Regions from separate parts of the Ovis aries genome. Here region 2 is linked to region 1. Evidence: chromatin contacts called from public Hi-C data. All regions are on one chromosome and are shown on one strand. Each heading gives the region's core, a stretch centred on a gene start, on an enhancer-like site or on the middle of the called end of the contact. The rest is flanking DNA. Distances are from core to core; before and after follow the strand shown. Region 1 overlaps ZBTB20 (zinc finger and BTB domain containing 20). Region 2 holds the start of ZBTB20 (zinc finger and BTB domain containing 20).

Region 1 (2,700 bases), core at 168-2,667:
CTGTCTAGTGTATAGCGTGAAGCAGAGTAGCTTAGACAAAGCTGTCATTCAATATAGGTTTGTTGATGGAATGAAATTGAGTTAAAATTAAAGTATATTTTGAGAATAGTTATAGTCTGAATCCAAATTAAGTTTCCTACTCTTTATGCAGCAGGGAAATCTACCTTGACAGGCTGTTTTCCTTGGAATCCATGAAGTACATTTGATAAGAGCAGGACCGTTATGCCCACTAAAGCTAGGCTGGTTCTCATGGGTCATTTAAATATCGAGATGAAACACTAATGACAGACATCACTTAACATAAAAAATTTATTCCTGATGTTCATAAATAAGGTCTAGGCTAGTTTCAGATGTACTAATTTCCTTGGTTTCTTTCAGGAAATTGAAGAAGCTGTCTTTCAAATGTGAGTGTATGGCCAGCCCACCAACATTACTCTTTACTTTTAACTTTGCAGAAGTTGTATTGTTCTTTCTATTGATGGCATCGCTTCCTTCTCTAGATTTGATCCTGCCTCCCACCTTACATCTTGCATCATACCCTCCTGTCTGTCATCTCAAGGATCACCTCTGGGGACCATTCATAGCACAAAGACACTGAAACCATCTCTACGAACAGAGGATATTGAAAACTCAACCTTTTGGCTCACTCCTTCATTTGCCTAAAATCCCTTTACTTATTCTTAGACCATTGGGCTATTTCCCAAGTGCACATACCAGAGAGACATTCACTGACCCTTAGAAACAATGCATTTTCCATCTCACTCTCTCTAATAGTGGACTCCTTTTTCCAGAGCTGAGAAACTCTAAAACATAGCAACCATCTACATTTAGACATGCACAGGTGCTGTTATTTTGACCCTAGTTTTGCAGCTCATATTTTGTTGAGGAGGATAAAGGAAGTCTTGTAGTAATTAATTGAAAATACCTTCTTTGGTCGTGTAAAAGAATTACATGAACATGGCATATTCGAGGGCAGGTCTCACCAAGCCTCAGAAGCTGTGTACTAGTCCCTGGAGCCTTTAGAGGGCAGCAGCGCACCAGCTGATTACAGGCAGCGCGTCAGGCAAACTCCCCACCAGACCAGAACCTTCCTCCTGGTCACCATGCCAAAGGTTGGTTTGCCAAGCTCTCTGGCCGCTTAGCTTCCTTCTTTCTTTTCTGTCTCTCTCTCTCTCCCTCTCTCTCTCGCCTCCCACTTCCCACACACTCTCTCCCTCTCTCCCTCCCTCCTCAATGTTAAAATTATACACTCTGATGAAGTCGCCCCTCAACCGGAAAATGAAAGCTCCAATGAAAAAGTTAGACGAGCCAATGACAACAAAGAGAGAAATTGGGAGAAAGGGGAAAGGGGGCTGGTGAGGGGGAAGGATTTAAGAACAAGAAAAGGGCAGATGTTTCGTAAATATATGCAAAGCAAAACTGGGTGTACCCTGAACATTTCCACAGAGAAACAGACCAATCATTGTGCACTTCCTCCCGCCACACTGGTGGAGCTCTGCTTTCAAAAAAAAAGAAAAAAAAAAAAGTGTGGCCACAGGCACCTGCCTTTCAACGGTCAGTTCTGACATGCTGACTATCTCCCAATTATCCAAAGAGAACAAAAACATTTTCATCTCCACACAGCAAACACTTCTGTTATGAGAAAAAGGCTGCTTCGAGGAGTGGGAAGGCGATTTAAGGTGACGGGCGGTTGAGCTGGCCAGCAGGACCTACTGGTATTTAACTCTCCTTGTGCCGGCCAGGACAAGTTTGGGGCTGAAACATAGCAGTGAGTAAGGTTGTGGGTGATGTTGGCTCTTTCCTTACTAGACCATATTGTATGTGGCAAGAAATATACATGAAAACATATTGAGGAGATGGTAGGTAATAAGCCTGTTAAATGCATGGAAATTAACTAGATTGGTGGCATTTGATGTATAGATTTCACACTTCTTTGCACATACTGCACACATACAGCGATGGCAATGCTCTCTGCGACATATGGAAAATAAATATTTTATCTCTGTGAGCTCTTATCAGTCTCCGGGGGCTGCTGAGGGAGAGTGTTCTCTTCACCAATTTTCTCTCTTCACTGGGCTCCCACCCTCTCCTGCACATTAACATGCCTTCCACTCATCAGCCTGGTTGGGTGGAAAAGAATTAGAACCCCTTTTTCATAAATACTGAGTCACTGGGTCATGACAATTTTGATCCCTGCCCCACTTGTCCCCCATCTTTTTGGTGTGGTGATCGTCCCCTTATTCTGCTTCCCAATAATATATGGAAGAGGCTTAGTACAGTATTTGGGGAGGAGGGCACAGGGGATGTGGTGCCTCAGTGGGGGCTGGTGGTAGAACTGAGCTCTACCATCCAGTAGCCGTGTACCCGAGGCAGATTCCTCTGCCTCTCTGGGCCTCAGTTTCCTCATCTGTAAAATGGAAATGACAAACATTCTAGGGCTGCTATGCTATGCAATGCTAAGTCGCTTCAGTCGTGTCTGACTCTTTGTGACCCCACAGACTGCAGCCCGCCAGGCTCCTCTGTCCATGCAATTCTCCAGGCAAGAATACTGGAGTGGGTTACCATTTCCTTCCCCAGGGGATCTTCCCAACCCAGGGATTGAACCTGGGTCTCTTGTGTTTCCTGCATTGGCAGGCGGGTTCTTCACCACTAGCACCATCTGGGAAGTTGATGCAAAGATTAAATAATTCCTGTTGAGTG
Region 2 (2,700 bases), core at 65-2,564, 790 kb after region 1:
GGCTGAAATATACACATGACCACAGGATAAGAAAACTCCACTTGAGCAACATTTCGGTTTTTCTAATGCTAAGAAGCAGCTGAGACAATTTTCACACGTCTAGAACATTAACAAATTCAACTTATCTTGGGCCAATGCTGATTTCGAACACAGTACTTAACCCACCGGCTGCTTCCAAATTACTTCCTGCTTCATTCAGATTTTTACTGGAGAACTGTCATCCTGCTACTGACCCCATTCAACTAGGCTGCCTTAAGAGATCAGCGGATTACCGCGCTAGGTAGGATAGCTGTACGCCATATTGTGTTTTCCGCTAATGTTTATAGTTTGTGTGCATAGCATATGTTTGTGCAAGTGTGTTTATCAATAGAACTTTTAGAAAATCCCTGCCTCCTGCCTCTTCAGCATCCTTAAAAAGGATAACAGCTTCAAGAGGGGCGGGGCGTGGGGCGGGTGGTGGGAAAAGACCAGAAAGCCACACGGATAGTAATGCATTAAACAGTGTAAAACAGTGCATTTCTTTAAAACTTTCAAAAAGCTTCCAACCATTTCTCTCGGCTATGGAAAACCGTGTTTTTTTTTTCTTTCTTTTTAATGTTTCCACGGGGACCCACAGGAGGAGAGAAAGAAGGAAAGGAGTGTCTTCCCTTCCCAAACCCCCTCCTCTAGAGTCGTAGCAGCGAAGCAGGCGGCGGCCGGTAGCTCGGGCGTCTGGAGGGGCGTCCAGCGGCTCTGGGGCCAGGACCCCTCCCGCCCCCCAGTTCTCAGAAGACGCTCCAGAGACCGCCAGAGCCACGGCAAGCGGGGGAGGGCGAGAAGGGAGGGGGCGGAAGACAAGCGGGCGCCTCTAGTAGCTCCTGAGCCCAGGCTAGTCCCCCTCAGCTCCTCTTCTTGGAAGCGGCAACTCCAGGCGCGGGGAATAGAGAGAAGAAGGCAGAAGACTCGTTTCCAGCTGCGGGACGCCCCGCCCGCTCCTAGGAGCCGGGACCCTCCCGCGCTCCCTCCCTCCGCGCGGGGTCGGGCGAGGCCGCCGCCGCAGCCCGGCGCGAGGAGGGGCGCCAAGAGAAGGGGGAGCGAGGCGGGGCGCCCGGGGGAAGGGGCGCGCGCTCTGCGGACCAACGGCCCGCGGGCTCGCCACTCTAACTCGCTCCCCCAACCCCACCCCGCGCCCCTCCTTTCCCGTCCCGCCGCCCCCAACTCCAAGCGCCTCACAGACGCCCCGTCCCCCACGGCTCGCACACACCCCTCCCGCCCGCCTCACAACAAATTAGAGTTTTTGGCGTTACCTCCTCGCGCTCTTTAATCTTCTTTCCTCAACTCCTAAACTTCCCCCCGCCCCTACTTCTTCGGCAGAAGGCCCACATTGGGCGCCTCACATCGCGAACCCTCTATCTTTTTCTACTATTGGATTGCCCTAATGCCACTCTTCGCTTCAATGAGCCAATAAGGATGGGACGCCCCTCGTGAGGTTGCCGCCCATAAACAAAATACACTCTTCCTCCTCCCCTTCACCTGTCCCCACCCCATCTGCCTCTTCCCTCATCTCTACCAGCTTCGATTGGACCAGGAGAAGCCCAATCCGCTATCCCAGACACACATTGGATTATGGAAACTTCGCTCAGAGAACAGTTAACAGATGATTGGTCGAGAGTCTTCCCACTTCCCACCCTCTGCCGCACCTTCGCCCACTCTGGAGAGGTCAGTCATATCTCGTTGTTCACTGATCCGAGAGTTAGGAGGCAATTGGTTGAGAGAGCCCGTCAGACTGGACTGGGGTGAGTCGTGATTGGTCAACACACACACAATCAAGTTTGGTTGTCTACTCCTCCCCCCTCTTTTTTTCTCCACGCCCCCGCCCCCTCCCGACTGCTTTTACTTTCTACGCATTTCTATTTCCTCCTTTATTTATTTATTTGTGATAAACTTAAATGACCCGGCGACGGAGGCGGGACTCGAGGCGAGGCTGAGGATGACGAGCGACGGCCGGGGGCCAATTGCCGAGAGGGATGCCGGGTGAGGGGCAGCGGCGGTGGCCAGTGAGAGGCAGGTGTCTGGAGCGCGCTAGGCCTATGGAGCCGGGATGCCCCGGCGGAGGCGGCGGTTACCCGCTGTCTGGCGCGGCGAGCTGGCGGGGGAGCCGCAGGAGGGGAGGAGGGGGTGTCGCTGTCGCAGACAGCTGAGGCGGCTGGAGCGAAGCTGGATCCCGAGTGATGGGAGGGAAAGCAGGAGAGAAGGTCTGGGGAGGCGCTCGAGGCCCCGCGGAGTCCAGGCTTGGTTCCTGTGGAGTGGGGTGCAGGTTGCCAAGCCGGGAGGTCACCGGAGGCCGCTGAAGCAATGCCAGTGCTCAACGGGAAAATGTGTTCGTTCAGGAGGTTTGGAAAAAAGACTATGTGAAACAGTTTGGAGTAAGCCGCCCTTAATACAAATGAGGATATTATCCTAACGGGAAAAGCAGATTATGTTTCTTATTACTAAAAACCTGAAGTACCAACGACCCAACTGGAGCCCACAAAATTCAATATCCTGAGGGCTAGGAGGAACAAATAAAGCAACACGGAAAATTAAATGCGGTTCAGACGCTTCAATAAAACCTTCATCCTCATCCATTTGTCACTCAACATAGTACTCCCCAGAGCCAAATTCTTACCAAGTATTAGTTCTGTACTCAGGCATGGAGGAGTAAAAAATGAGTATTAAAGC

The links. A called contact is a pair of places that touch in the nucleus more often than the background predicts.
Region 2: a contact with region 1 is called in a Hi-C map of muscle, with 2.3 times the contacts expected there. The contact joins the promoter of ZBTB20 here to the enhancer-like site in region 1. A contact is called at or near these places in 5 of 16 Hi-C or Micro-C datasets (blood, hypothalamus, liver and 2 more).

Annotation. Positions count from the first base shown.
Region 1 is chr1:179,963,219-179,965,918 of ARS-UI_Ramb_v3.0, forward strand. The region is part of intron 9 of ZBTB20 (zinc finger and BTB domain containing 20); the gene reads right to left. Among named protein-coding and RNA genes, the nearest start is that of TIGIT, 95 kb to the left of the region's middle. Within about 2 kb of position 1,418, at least 31 of the 54 cell types and tissues checked have an H3K27ac peak or open chromatin away from gene starts, as enhancers often do. A contact at or near this core is called in liver, muscle and tail adipose tissue, where this site is marked.
Region 2 is chr1:180,757,242-180,759,941 of ARS-UI_Ramb_v3.0, forward strand. ZBTB20 (zinc finger and BTB domain containing 20) reads right to left here and starts at 1,315. Exons shown (of 13, transcript XM_060418143.1): 1 at 1,287-1,315. LOC132660065 (a long non-coding RNA gene) reads left to right here and starts at 1,862. Exons shown (of 2, transcript XR_009601257.1): 1 at 1,862-2,013.